2 separate regions of the Mus musculus genome follow, and region 2 is linked to region 1. The links are chromatin contacts, called in public promoter capture Hi-C maps. All regions are on one chromosome and are shown on one strand. The core of a region is the stretch at or near the end of the contact, and the rest is flanking DNA. Distances in the headings are between cores, read along the strand shown. Region 1 overlaps Slco3a1 (solute carrier organic anion transporter family, member 3a1). Region 2 has its middle 55 kb from the start of 0610006L08Rik.

Region 1 (2,700 bases), core at 81-2,580:
CAGCTTGTATTTGCAGGATTTATGGAGACTTTATCTGTGCATCATGGAGGCTTACCGAGAGGTGGTGAGCTGGCTATTCCTGAGAGGTAACCCTGCAGAGACTGGTTTGTGTGCTGTGTGCCTTATCAAATTCCTGAGGACTTGAGGAGATAAGGATGCGGACAGGAAATTAAAACTGCTGACACCTTAGGCAATTGTGAATGGAGCTCAGATGCCTTTCAAGTTCTTGGGAATGCAAATGCAAGAAAGCCCAGCCCCTGGCTCTGGAGTTGGGTCTTCAGGCCGATTCCCAGGAAGCTGAGGTGGGCATCTCCCTCTCTGGCTTTGTAGATGTGTTTCTGAGGTTGTGTTTCTAGGGTAATGAGGCTCTGTCTCTCTGCTCTATAGTCCCTCACTTTTAGGCCAGAGAACTTTCAGTAGGGTTCACAGTCAGTGAGCGAGGTGCAGCCGCCATGGTTGCTTCTTTCCTTTTCCTCTAACGAAGCATCATTGAGAAGACAGATTCTTGCATAGCTAGTCTAGAAGCTGACGGCTGAAAAACATTTTAAAAGCCCTTGTCAAATTAGTATGATGACTAAGGTAACTGTCTTTTACTTAATCAAATTATTTTATACACTTATGGTTAGTCATAATGACAAATTCCCTGCTATTTGCATAATTACTCTATAGCCCCAGGTAGTAAAAAAAAAAATCACTCTGACCTTATTCCTTATAGCTTGGTTTAAAATATCTAACTTATACTCCTTAAGAAAAAAGATGTATTTATGAGAGTTCTCTTCACCTATGTTTGCAGACACACCTTTGCTTTTTGGGGGGGGGGGGGTACTATGGAGAGGTAATCTAAGTGGATTATTGTACAGAGGGCAAGAGTTCTTTCCTGAGTTCTGTTAAGTCTGCTCTCCATCCACCCCACCCCCGCCCCCTGTTAAACGTTAATACCTTAGAGACAGCGTCCAGAGGCCTGGCAATGTGGGGTGTCTGTTCTGGTCTGTTTTGGTTCCTCCCACCTGCTGCTGGAAGGGCATCTTCCCAGGTCAGGTTTCCTGAGGTTTCTCTTGCATGGTCCGTGAATGAACTGAGCAGGCATTGTTGCAGCTGGAAGCTCTCTGGATTGGGATCTGATGGCAGACTACGGGTGGGGGGCTCTGTTCGGCTCTCTGGGTCTTGTTTACTCAGCAGTGTGGCCAGGGGTTGTGTGAGTGTGATGCTGGGGAAACATGGAGATGGAGGCTCACACATCCAGACAGGTTTCCCAGGAGGTATGGGTTAATCATCACACTCCCATGAAGAGTCATGGTATTGACCTTTCCTTCACTCCTGCTTTGCATAGGTACTCATGGTCTGCGCATGGATGCCTGCTTATATTATTTGCATACATATCTGGCCAATTCTGAATACCACATACTTCCTTTTTTTTTTTTTTTTTTTTTTGGAAAGAAACACTACAATGATGATTTTGTAGATTTCTTTAGTTTTTTTTTTTTTCCAGTTGTGCTGAGGATTGAACTCAGAACCTTGCAGAGACTGAGCAAGTGCTCTGTCACCAAGCTATATTCCTTAATGATAATTTTGAGTGTATGTCTTCAAATGGACTCTAGGCTCTCCCGAGACTACTTGGCTGTATCTTTATTGCCTCTCGGAAGTGCTTTTGGTAGTGTGTGCCTCAGAGAGATAACCTTGCTTCCTGCCCCTGTTCGTTTTGTTTCAACTTTCTACTTCTTTATCTACAGAAGAGTAATTATTGAACTCGATTCATAGGGTAAGTGAGTTTAATGTGTTTCAGAGACACATGTATTTAAGGCAGCCTGTCTTAAATGTTCATGTGTTAGCATGGGAGAGATTGCTTGTCAATGATTAAAACCCGGAGTTAAGTGATTAAAAGTCCAAGGTAGAGAATGACATGTGTTTGACAGTGGAGGTTCGTTGGATGATTATCACTGGAATGCCTGAGATTCATTCCTGTGTCTGTCCCTTTTGGTGTCTCTGGCCCTTAGGCCCATGACTTTACCCCTTTCTTCCTTGCTTTTTTGTCCTTTAAAATGAAGAGGGTTGTGACCCCTGTGGTAACTGAGGAGTCACGGCCCCAGGTCTGGAGAGCACTTTGAACTCCATCTGGAGCGTCATAAATACCCAAGAAAGCCTTGCCATTCCTATTAACATGGCTCTGCATACTTCCTGAGAAAATAATGGTATTGTAGTGCCAACTACTGAACAATAAAATTACTTCAGTCAGGTTCTGGCTTTAGTCTAGTGAGATACAGACATAGGAAGCTTAGACTTCTGAATAAACACTTGTGTTTGGGAGAAAAAAAAAAGATGGGTTTGAAAATATGAAGTAAGTTAAACCCTGGTTACTAATTCTTCTACTTGCTTATTGCAACAATTCATTTTAAATTGAAGATTCTCAATGAGCTGTGTGTGTGTGTCTGTGTATGTCTGTGGTGTCCATAGGGAAGCCATAGCAGTAGTCCTTGATGTATGTCCTGTTATGGGCCATGATACTACAAGTTGGAAAAGCTGATGGTTGGGAGGGACAAGGGTACTGCTGGTCTCACACTGGGCAGTGCTTCCTGTCACTCCAGTACAAGTACCAACAGGTTCCTTTGAAGCACCCTCAGCTTTGGAAGCCTTCATATAATTTGGTTTTCTGTTTCCAAATTTGGTGATCTTAGCTCCTGAAGTTTGTTCTACGTGTCTGGT
Region 2 (2,700 bases), core at 50-2,549, 360 kb before region 1:
GTGTGTGTGTGTGTGTAAGGGAATGATCATCCTTTGACCAACAACTTCTTATGTATATCTTGGCTAAGCTAATGCACACTCAGCCCTGCTCCCTTCCCTTTCAATCAGGCCTCTATTTAGGAACCCAAGACTTTGCCTAATGACTGTACCAGTGATGTTCTCGTTTTCTTATTGAGCCATGAAAGCGCTTTCTGATGCCATTCACAGTTCATATCTGCAATATGGTTGATTAAGGTACCCAAGAAGTTTGATTTAAAACAATATCAATAGCTAATTTGATCTCTCTCTCTCTCTCTCTCTCTCTCTCTCTCTCTCTCTCTCTGTGTGTGTGTGTGTGTGTGTGTGTGTGTGTGTGTGAAGGTCAATTGGCAATGTGCTTGCTGACCATGCACAAAATCTGGAGTTCAACCCTCCCTCTGCACTACATAAACAGAATGTGGTGGTACTCATTTAAACTCAGAAGATGGAATCAGGAAGTTCTGGGGTTCAATACTATTCCTCACTGCACTGTGCATCCAAGGCCACCCTGTGTTGCATAAGAGTTTGTCTCCAAAACAACAGCAACAACTAATTTGCATATTTTGTCAATATTCCTGTGTTGACGGCATTGCAATGGCAGTCTTCCTATATTTTAAGAGAAACAATGTTTTGTGAGTCCTTCTCCTCGTAGGAGATTGCTGTCTTTTTCTGGCAAATTGAACCATATCCTTTGGAGTCAGTGGGCAATCTAAAACTTTTTGACAATCCTCTTCCTTTCTGCATCCAAATAAATAAACAGAATATATGGCATCCCAGCCCAGGCTCAGGACAAGACATCCCATTTCATGCTTCAGCAATCTGACTAAGGAAAGAAATATAGATTTTTCTCCCAAATGCCTCTAGGTTATGAGGCAAGTTGATTAAGGCCTCCCTTTAAGCCCTGCCAGAGAAATAAATGGATGATAGAGTGTGTCTACCCTTAAAGAGACAGAGGTTATGTCTGATATTGACTGTCCTAATCAGTTTGACAAAAGGCACATTGCACACAGATGTGGCCCTCCTGCCCATGTTCTGGGCAGGAGAAATGAAAGCCATATGGATTTTAGTTTCCTGTTAGCCAAGAATAAATTGCATCATGTACTTCTTCCTCTTTACCACTCCAACTTGGATTCAATTTTCATGTAGACATGTCAGACACGTTTTAAAGGGGAGAGTTAATAATAAATTGATTTTTTTCTCTTATCATACTGAAACAGAGTCCTCCTGCCTGCCCTTCCCCTTTTCTACAACCAGTGACATAATATGAAGGGGAAAGGCTGAGCTGAGAGTCACCACTTGTAACATCCGTGTGGTTTTGGAGAGGTTATCCAGGAACAGGCAGGACTACCTTCTGAAGTTCCCTAAATGTGGTGATAGTTACACAGGCTTGTTTCCTCAAATTTTGAATAGGATATTACATCGAGTTAGGTAAAGCCAGTTTATTTATTTACCTATTTATCTGCTTATGTATTTATTAATAATTTTTAATCAGACATGTCAGTGCTTATCAAAAAAGAATTTAGTTGTCTGAAGCTGATGCAGACCTGGGCATACAGGTGGGGTGCGGTACATGATGTGTTATAGAGAGAGTTAAGAGCCCAGATGAATTGGAGCTCTGTTGTCTCCAACTGGGAACTCCCAAGTCATCTTGAATTTCCATATTTACTTGCATAAGTTTAGGCAGAGGATGAGGATTGGGCAGTTGAGTGAGCCAGGATGGAGGGTGTTCACCTCTGTAGTGCCTGGTGATCCATTTATCTTATGGTTTGGAAAGCAACTCGTACTTCTGACCCTGAGGAATAGGTAAACTTGTCTCTGATTTCTTTGAAGAGACTGGAATTCTTATCTAAGGCCGGTTGTTAATTTGAGACTTAAATCATTAAACTATTATATGCGTAATGTATTTTATCTTTCTTGCCTATTTTTTGGCTTAATTTTGTAGTCATTTAAACTTCGTGATTTGCAGTTAATTTTACCAGCAATAAACTCCAATTTCTTTCTACTCTATTACCTTTCTGTTTTTCCTAATGTTCTTTCTAATCAGATATACTGTATTCCAATCTATGGGTTTTTTCCCTCTCTATTTCTTTCTCTGTGATGAGTGTATGTGTATGTTTTCAAAATCACCACAAACCCAAGATTTTTTTTTCTGTTGTCTTGACAACTTGAATGTGTCAAGAGTTGTAAAACCAGGATGACAGCTGCTTGCCATATGTGGGAAATCTATAGCAAGAATTAATTTTGGTTTTTTTTTTCTTTTGAGCTAGCACGAATAAAGATATTTCTGCACTTCCTCCTCCAAGTGTCCACTAGCACAGTTTCTCCTTTTAGAAGAATAACTGAGGAAGGAAAAAGAAAACACTAGAGAGGAGGTATTTATAGACTATGAGACTGTTTGCTCTGCTTCGATCATTACAGAAATGTTATAATGTATATCGTTTTTAAGACCATGGTGCGGTTTAAGAAATTCTTATTCATTACTCCCAAGAGTTTTGCAGTTGATACTATACCTGTGGGAACTACTGATCAAAACACTTGCTAGGTTCTAAAAATACTCAGCAGAAAATAGCTTTTCATATACTTGTGGGGAAAATGTTCCTACTACCATATATATACATATAAATGAATATATATATGCATATATATATGTTCCTATGTATGTATTTATACATATACATACAC

What was found. Promoter capture Hi-C pulls out the DNA fragments that hold promoters and counts their contacts.
Region 2: a promoter capture Hi-C map of the HPC-7 cell line shows a contact between it and region 1, with 4 times the contacts expected there. The contact joins two enhancer-like sites. A contact is called at or near these places in 8 of 39 promoter capture datasets (the HPC-7 cell line, HPC-7-derived erythroid cells, cranial neural crest and 4 more), 2 of 484 Hi-C or Micro-C datasets (LSK cells and cortical neurons) and 8 of 115 datasets of contacts at active chromatin or transcription factors (astrocytes, bone marrow-derived macrophages, cardiomyocytes and 4 more).

What each region holds. Positions count from the first base shown.
Region 1 is chr7:74,548,186-74,550,885 of GRCm38.p6, reverse strand. All of the region lies in intron 1 of Slco3a1 (solute carrier organic anion transporter family, member 3a1), which reads left to right. Among named protein-coding and RNA genes, the nearest start is that of Slco3a1, 5.2 kb to the left of the region's middle. Within about 2 kb of position 1,330, at least 13 of the 459 cell types and tissues checked have an H3K27ac peak or open chromatin away from gene starts, as enhancers often do. A contact at or near this core is called in the HPC-7 cell line, where this site is marked.
Region 2 is chr7:74,907,095-74,909,794 of GRCm38.p6, reverse strand. No RefSeq gene overlaps it. Among named protein-coding and RNA genes, the nearest start is that of 0610006L08Rik, 55 kb to the right of the region's middle. Within about 2 kb of position 1,299, at least 19 of the 459 cell types and tissues checked have an H3K27ac peak or open chromatin away from gene starts, as enhancers often do. A contact at or near this core is called in the HPC-7 cell line, where this site is marked.